3 separate regions of the Pan troglodytes genome follow, and all the other regions are linked to region 1. The links are chromatin contacts, called in public Hi-C maps. All regions are on one chromosome and are shown on one strand. The core of a region is the stretch at or near the end of the contact, and the rest is flanking DNA. Distances in the headings are between cores, read along the strand shown. Region 1 overlaps SWAP70 (switching B cell complex subunit SWAP70). Region 2 overlaps SBF2 (SET binding factor 2). Region 3 holds the start of LOC107967315 (large ribosomal subunit protein uL23-like).

Region 1 (2,590 bases), core at 31-2,530:
ACTTGTTAGTTCATTCATTTGTTTACTCATTCATTCATTCCACAAACATTTATTGATCTGCTGGTATGATGCAGCAGGTACAACAGGATGTGTGGTGGGCACATATCTGTATATGTGTGTATATGGGTATCTCTAAGCAAGGATGGCAGAACACACTCTGGGTGCCCTCCCTCAGGGTTCAGTGGTGATGATGACTCACACTCAGGTGTATATGGCATCTGTGGGGACCTGTGTGCAAGTGCATGCAGGCACGTGCTCTCTGAGGAGGTAGCTATGACTCAGTGGCACGCGGCATCTGTGGGTACCTGTGTGGATATGTGTCTGAGTGCAGGCATGAGCATAGGCGCTTGCTCCCCAGGGGGTGGGGGAAGTGGTTGTGACTCAGCTGCACATGGTGACTGGGAGCCTACAGGCCAGCTGTGACTTTATGGCTTTGCTTATTTGCCAAGCCAAACAGTTAGTGTTGGGCGTAAATATTCTATCAGAGTGTGCATGGAATAAGTCCTGAGCCAGGGACCTCCAGCAGGCAGGAGAGACTCAGTAGTCTTGGCCCAGCAGCATCTGTCCCCCGCCTGCCCCCTCCACCGTAGGTATACAGGTCCTACCCTCCCTCCCTCGCCCTCTCCACTCCTGCCTCCTAGAGACTCAGTGAGCTCGTCCCTCATTGACTCTACATCACCCCTCACCCACCGGTCCCAGGTGCACACACGAGACCAGGCCCAGAGGTACAGGGCTGTGGCCTTCAAGCTGCCAGCCCAATCCATTTTTCTACCATACCAAAAACCCCTTCTTTTTCAGCCCTCATGACCGCGTCTTCCTCCAACATCCCAGCCCCGGTCGTAGGCTCGGCAAGCCCGCTCCAGGGCCCACTTCCCATCTCGGCGGCCGCAGACCCGCTGCCTCCCCATCGGCGCGGCCCCATCTTCACCTCTGAGCTCCTTGCCCCTCTCTCCCTGGCTGTCTCTGTCCTTATCTGTCCCAAGTCTATCTTTGTCTCTTCTCGAGCCGGGCTGTCTGCAGCAGAGGCTTCACCAGAGTGGAGGTGCTGACAGAGTGCGGGGTGTGGGGAGGACACTCTGTGTCCCTTCTTGAGCCTTATCGGGAAAACTTAAGTCACTGCTCAGGGCTCAGACTGGAATTTCGCCCTAGATGACCTTGCTGGGTCTGCTGGGGCCTCCGCAGGGACAGCCAGGGTCAAACGAGTCAGGAAACAGGCCCCTGCTTGTGGGCCGCCTGCCCGCCCTCATCCCAACCAGGCCGCCTGCAGCGCCCTCGGCGGGAGACGCCGGGGAGGGGAGAGAAGGGAGGAGACGGGAGGGGCGGCCCCGTCTTGGGCACTCGCAGGGACCGGCGGGAGGCCGTGTGGGGCTGGAATCGTGACCACGGATGCCGCAAGGCCACAGGGCCCTCCTCGGGGTCCCGGCCGGAAATCCTCAGGGGCCCGAGGAGGAGCCGGGGCGGCCACCAGACCACCTCCCCGCGGGCCGCAGGCAGGCGGCGCGCCGTACCCGCCGAGAACGCGGGAAGAGGCCATCGCGTCTGGACACCTGGGCTTCGTCCCAGAGCCGTCACTGCTGTGTCCCCTTGGGCAACTGCCTAGCTCCCTGAGCCTCACTTTTCACACCTGGAACATAGGAAAATTGCGCCCACCTTCTGGGTCGTGGCAGATAAAATGAGTTCACGTCAGGGCTGGCTCTCAGGAGGCGCTCAGTGCTCGTGGCTTTCCTCCCCGGTGGACAGAACCCCGGGGCAGCTCCCCGCGCCCTGACGCCCAGAGCGGAGCGGCCCGGAGCGGAGCGACCACCGCACACCGGACCCGACCCTAGTCGGCCCCGCGCGCCCGGGTCGGGGCTGGAACCTGCGGGCGTGGCGCACGCCTGCCACCTGGCGGCGAAGCCCCCAGGCCGCCCGTCCCGCCCACGGCTGCGCGCGTGCGCAGGCCTGCACCACCCAGTCGCCCCCACCACGCCGCGCCCCGCCTCCCTCGCCCAGGGACTTCCTAGGCCACGCCACGCCGCTCCACCGGCTCAGGGAACCCCCTCGGCCGCGCAGACCTGCGCCACAAGGTCGTTTCCTCCCCTCCTTCCCTCGAAAGCGTATGCATTTCGTTGCCCCTGGAACTGGGGTCATTTCAGGACCTCCCAAGGAGGGTCAGGATGGTGGTATTGGCCTTAGGGGACGCGGGCTCAGGTTGGCGGTTGAACCGCATGTTCCTGTTTCAAACAAACCTAAATGTAGGCCTGGAAGGCTGTGCACTGAAATCCTAGTATTAGGTTGGTGCAAAATTAATTGCGATTTTTGCCATTGTAGGTTGTCTGCAGAGCGAGATTATGGCGAAGCATTTTATTCTTTTTACAAACCTGCTTTTTCTCAGTTTTCCACATTGGGTATGTATTGGTGATAAGGAAAAAACTACAAAAGATATTTTTTGAAAAAAAAAATCACATGGAGAGAGAGAAAAGGGGACGAATTGGCCTATCAAGGGGGTTTCCGGAAGTTAACTTTCTAGTATCTCTGTTTGCATGTAGACTCCCAGGGTGCCCTGGGAGAAATGGAGAAATGAAGCCCAGGACTTGAGGCATTGGGATGG
Region 2 (2,590 bases), core at 25-2,524, 230 kb before region 1:
CGATTATTCTTAGGTTTGTTCATTTAACATAATCCCAGACTTCTTGGAGGCTTTGTTCATATTTTCTTACCCTTTTTTCTTTGTCTTTGTCGGATTAGGTTAATTCAAAGACCTTGTCTTCCAGCTCTGAATTTCTTTCTTCTACTTGTTCAGTTCTATTGCTGAGACTTTCCAGAGCATTTCCCATTTCTAAAAGTGTGTCCAAAGTTTCTTGAATTTTTTATTGTTTTCTCTTTAAGCTATCTATTTCTATGAATATTTCTCCATTCACTTCTTGTATCATTTTTTGGATTTCCTTGCATTGGGCTTCACCTTTCTCTGCTCCCTCCCTCATTAGCTTAGTAACTAACCTCCTGAGTTCTTTTTCAGGTAATCAGAGATTTCTTCTTGGTTTGGATCCATTACTAGTGAACTAGTGTGATTTTTGGGGGGATGTTGAAGAGCCTTGTTTTGTCATATTACCAGGGTTGGTTTTCTGGTTCCTTCTTATTTGGGTAAGCTCTGTCAGAGGGAAGGTCTAGGACTGAAGGCTGTTGTTCAGATTATTTTGTCCCACAGAGTGTTCTCTTGGTGTAGTACTCTCCCTCTTTTCCTATGGATGTGACTCCCTGTGAGCCGAACTGCAGTGATTGTTGTCTCTCCTGGATCTAGCCACCCAGCGAGTCTACCTGGCTCCAGGCTGGTACCGAGGATTGTCTGCACAGAGTCCTGTGATGTGAACCGTCTATGGGTCTCTCAGCTGTGGATACCAGTGCCTGTTCCGGTGGAGGTGGCGGAGGGTGCAGTGAGCTCCATGAGGGCCCTTAGCTTTGGTGGTTTAATGCTCTGTTTTTGCGCTGGTTGGCCTCCTGTCAGGAGGTGGTGCCTTCCAGAAAGCATCAGGTGTAGTAGTGTGGAGAGGGACCAGTGGTGGGCAGGGCCCTTGAACTCCCAAGATTATATGCCCTTTGTCTTCTGCTACCAGGGTGGATAGGGAAGGACCATCAGGTTGGGAAGGAGCTAGGCCTGTCTGAGCTCAGATTCTCTTTGGGCGGGTCTTGATGTGGCTGCTGTGGGGGATGGGGGTGAGATTCCCAGCTCACTGGAGTTGTGTACCTAGGGAGATTATGGCTTCCTCTGCTGAGTCATGCAAGTTGTCAGGAAAGTGGGGGAAAGCCGGCAGTCACAGGCCTCACCCAGCTCCCACGCAAACAGAAGGGCCAGTTTCTCTCCCGCTGTGCCCCCTAGTAGCCCTGAGTCTGTTTCCAGGCAGAGGGCAAGACGGGCTGCCAGACGGGCTTGAAAACTTGCCCGAGGCTATCCGCCTCCCAGCTGTGAAAGAAAAGTGCTTTAGTTCTTCCCCTGCCTGTGAAGTCTGCAACCCGGATTTGCAGCCCCCACCACCCCCGGGGCTTCTCACCCCATTCAAATAGTTAAAAAGTTCAGCTAGAGAATTCCTTCTCCCTGTGGAGTTTTACCTGCTGCTCCGCTGGCCACCCTCCCGAGGGATCCCTGTGGTGCCAGGCAGGAATGGGCTGCTTTGGGACCCAGCAAGCTCCCAGGGCCTTTCTGCTGCTTTCTCTACCCCTGTATTTCGCTTGGCTCTCTAACTTGACTCAGCTTTAGGTAAAGTCGGAAACTTCTCCCACATTTAGACCTTCAGCTTCTCCGGTGTGTGTTCGGGAGAGGAGGGTCTCCCTTTCCCACTTAGACAGTTGGGGCACTCACAGTATTTGGGGTGTCTCCCAAATCCCGCAGGAGCAGTTCACTTCCTTCCGAGGGTCTGTGATTCCTCTCCAGATTGCTGGTTTGTTCTTGCAGTTGATCTAGAGCTGAAACTCACAATGCAAGCCTCCACATGCTTCTCTGTCTGGAGCTGCAATCTAGTCCTGCCTCCCATCTGCCATGATCCACTCTATTTAGACAGTCATTAATTTTAAAAATATACTGTTAAATAAAGTATTTTGTTCACAGAACTAGAAAGCTTCCTGTGATAGTTTTTTTGCTCTGGATTGTAAATTATGAGATATTACAGTTGGTACCGTATATCAAAATAGACCACATTTTTCAAAGTAATTTTCCTGTCAGTCAGTGTGTTATGAAAACATGTTAGTCACAATTTTTTCAGTTAGTCATTTGCCCTCATTATGGTTTTCATTTGGGTCTCTTGTAAGACATAAAGATTAGACTCACTGGAGACCAGAACCACCTCAGACAGAACCGACCAGTGTCCTCTGCTTTGGCTTGGCACCGCGGTTGGCAGCTGGTCAGGAGTTGCATTGTTTTGAACAGAGGGAGCGAAAAGCTGAAAGAAAAAAAGCAAATTGACAAGTGACCACAGAAACACAAGGATGAAAATATTCCATGGATAGAGGAAATGCAATAAGTTAAAAGGACTCGGATGTGGTAAAGTGTGAAATAACTATTTGAACACCAGGAAAGAAAAGAGCATAAAATGACAGAGATTATATTCATATGGAAAAATGGATTTGGGCTAATGAGTGTTCCTTATTTCTCCTGCTGTGAAGTTTTGAGTCCTAAGAAAAGTAAAGTAAGTCGGAACTATAGTCCTCCAGGGAAAAGTTGAGGGAAGATGTGATTTTTTTTCATT
Region 3 (2,590 bases), core at 51-2,550, 150 kb after region 1:
ACCAGGCTGTAGGCATAGCCTAGGGCCTTGGTCTGCACAGCGTGGAAGCCAAGTCAATCCTGGTCTCTTTTAGTGCCTCTTCAATCAGCCCCATGATGCCCCCAACTCTTCCTGTCATCCTAGGCTGACTCCCAAAATGCAAATGAATCCAGACAGTGGGCCTCTCCTATACTCTTGGGATGATGCTGCCCTCTGTGTTTCCGGCTATTACTACGGCATCCTGAGCCTGTATCACCTGGAACCTTGGTTCATTTACAGATGGGAGCTCCCTCCACTTTCTGCTTTAACTGAAACCTGGCTGAGGACATGGCATGAGGCCTTGCTAACTTCATCAAGATAGCCTCCCTACCATGTGACAAGGAGGAAGGTGGTCCGCATGCCCCGTCCTCACTGCCTCTTTCACATCACCACTGTTTTTGGGCTCCTTTCCTCGGCACTTCCCCTACATTCACTGAGGACTTTGGCCCCTGACTCACAGACTTCCCAAGAGAAATACTGCCATCATCCTGGGTGATTTAGTGTCCCTGTGGATAACACCTTCTATATCTTAATCTTAAAGTCTCTAACCCCCTTGTCTCCAATGACCTTAGCCCTTCTTACTGCTCAGGCCACGCATCCCCTTGGTCACACTCTGAGCCTTGTCATCACCTAAAAGTAATACTCTGACAAAATCCGATTATCCAAACATAGGCACCTGTTCTTACAGCTCCCCCTTCCTTATCTCATTACATCTGTGTCCCCTTAAACTTCCATCTTCTTTTTTTTTTATGGTGAAAAGATATATAAATATATTTAGAATTAGACATCTGGACTCAGTTTAGATGATCCCAATTTTGTTGGCAACATCCAAAGCATCGTAATCAGGAGCCAGTCGAACATATGCCTTCTTCTCTCCATCAGGCCGAATCAGGGTGTTGACCCTGGCCACATCAATGTCATAGAGCTTCTTCACAGCCTGTTTAATCTGGTGCTTGTTGGCTTTAACAACCACAATGAACCCAAGTGTGTTGTTGTCTTCTATCTTCTTCATGGCAGACTCAGTGGTCAGCGGAAACTTGATGATAGCATAGTGGTCAAGCTTGTTTTTCCTGGGAGCGCTCTTCCGAGGATATTCGGGCTGTCTCCGGAGTCGCAGTGTCTTGGGCCGCCGGAAGGTGGGTGACGTGTGGATCTTTTTTTTGTGGCTGTGGACACCTTTCAATACTGCCTTCTTGGCCTTTAAAGCCTTCGCTTTGGCTTCGGCTTTAGGAGGGGCAGGAGCTTCCTTCTTCGCTTTCGGTGCCATCTTGTGAAAAGGCCTTCCATCTTCTTGACATCCCGTAGTGCTGAGCAGTGTAGGGAAAGCTCCATTCCCCTGTAGACTGGCGCCAGGGTCTTCAACCCCTTGACATCTGGATTCTCTCTCTATTACACCACTGACGCCACTAATGTTGCCAGGGACTTCCTTGTTGCTAAACTCCAGGGACCTCTTATCTTCCTAGTCCTCTAAGTCCTTATCTTTTTAGTCCTCTTCTCTACGTTGACCGCTTCTTCATTCTTGAAATCCTCTTCTCCCGCGGCCATTAAATTGCTGGTCACCCATCATTTTCTTCTAACTCCTCAAATGCGCTTTCTCCTTTTTCTTCACTAATTCCTTTTCTTCCCATTAGCCCCATAAATGTTGCTTTTCCCAGAGCTCTGTCTTGGCTTACTTCTCCTTTCATTTTACAAATTCTTGGATTATCTCACTCATACCCAGGGTTTCAACAACCGCGCAAATGCCAATGATGTCCAAACCTAAATTTGGGGCCTTGATTGCTCATTGGGTATTGCCACTAGCATGCCCTGCAGGGGCCTTAATTTCAGCATGTCCCAAATTGAACTTTCTATTCTCTACCCTAAACTCTGTGGGACATGACAGAATGTATGGCCGGGCACAGTGGCTCATGCCTATAACGCCAGCACTTTGGGAGGCTGAGGCGGGTGGATCACTTGAGGTCAGGAGTTCAAGACCAGCCTAGCCAACAAGGTTGAAACCCCGTCTCTACTAAAAATACAAAAATTAGCTGGGCGACATGCACCCATAATCCCAGCTACTCAGGAGGCTGAGGCAGGAGAATCGCTTGAACCCGGGAGGTGGAGGTTGCAGTGAGCTGAGATGGTGCCACTGCACTCCAGCCTGGGTGAGAGCAAGACTCAATCTAAAACAAACAAACAAACAAACAAACAAAAAAGACTAACAGATGTCACCTCCCTCCGGACAGAAAAGGAAATTTGAATAGTACTCATCATTACTAATTTAAGATGTATTAAAATGTCCCAAATATCTCTTTTATTCAGCAAGTTGATGAATATAAAAATATTTATAATCTTATTTTCTCCTTCAAGTCCTGAGTGGCTCAACTGTGAATTCTCCTCCCACAGATGATTTCAGGAGGACATGCTGTGCCTTGGCCATTAGCCCACCTTGTATTGGCCATAGACACGAATCATGGAGTAGACAGCAATTGTCTTGTAAGTGGGTGCAGTGTATTTGTTTGCATGTTTAGAAATGTATTTTGCTTTGATGCAGATATTAAGCTTACTATAAGAAGAGGCTGGCCAGGTGCAG

Evidence for each region. A called contact is a pair of places that touch in the nucleus more often than the background predicts.
Region 2: a contact with region 1 is called in a Hi-C map of induced pluripotent stem cells, with 3 times the contacts expected there. The contact joins two enhancer-like sites. A contact is called at or near these places in 4 of 7 Hi-C or Micro-C datasets (blood, induced pluripotent stem cells and stem cell-derived neural progenitor cells) and 1 of 1 other capture datasets (stem cell-derived neural stem cells).
Region 3: a Hi-C map of induced pluripotent stem cells shows a contact between it and region 1, with 3 times the contacts expected there. The contact joins the promoter of LOC107967315 here to the enhancer-like site in region 1. A contact is called at or near these places in 4 of 7 Hi-C or Micro-C datasets (induced pluripotent stem cells, a lymphoblastoid cell line and stem cell-derived neural progenitor cells) and 1 of 1 other capture datasets (stem cell-derived neural stem cells).

Annotation. Positions count from the first base shown.
Region 1 is chr9:13,908,376-13,910,965 of NHGRI_mPanTro3-v2.0_pri, reverse strand. The region is part of intron 11 of SWAP70 (switching B cell complex subunit SWAP70); the gene reads right to left. LOC104008417 (a long non-coding RNA gene) reads left to right here. Exons shown (of 4, transcript XR_010147146.1): 2 at 2,311-2,387. Among named protein-coding and RNA genes, the nearest start is that of SWAP70, 94 kb to the right of the region's middle. Within about 2 kb of position 1,280, at least 16 of the 24 cell types and tissues checked have an H3K27ac peak or open chromatin away from gene starts, as enhancers often do. A contact at or near this core is called in induced pluripotent stem cells, a lymphoblastoid cell line, stem cell-derived neural progenitor cells and 1 more, where this site is marked.
Region 2 is chr9:14,137,510-14,140,099 of NHGRI_mPanTro3-v2.0_pri, reverse strand. The region is part of intron 13 of SBF2 (SET binding factor 2); the gene reads left to right. Among named protein-coding and RNA genes, the nearest start is that of SBF2, 310 kb to the left of the region's middle. Within about 2 kb of position 1,274, at least 6 of the 24 cell types and tissues checked have an H3K27ac peak or open chromatin away from gene starts, as enhancers often do. A contact at or near this core is called in induced pluripotent stem cells, stem cell-derived neural progenitor cells and stem cell-derived neural stem cells, where this site is marked.
Region 3 is chr9:13,756,972-13,759,561 of NHGRI_mPanTro3-v2.0_pri, reverse strand. LOC107967315 (large ribosomal subunit protein uL23-like) reads right to left here and starts at 1,300. Exons shown (of 1, transcript XM_063783557.1): 1 at 755-1,300. The coding sequence starts at 1,285. The coding sequence ends at 818.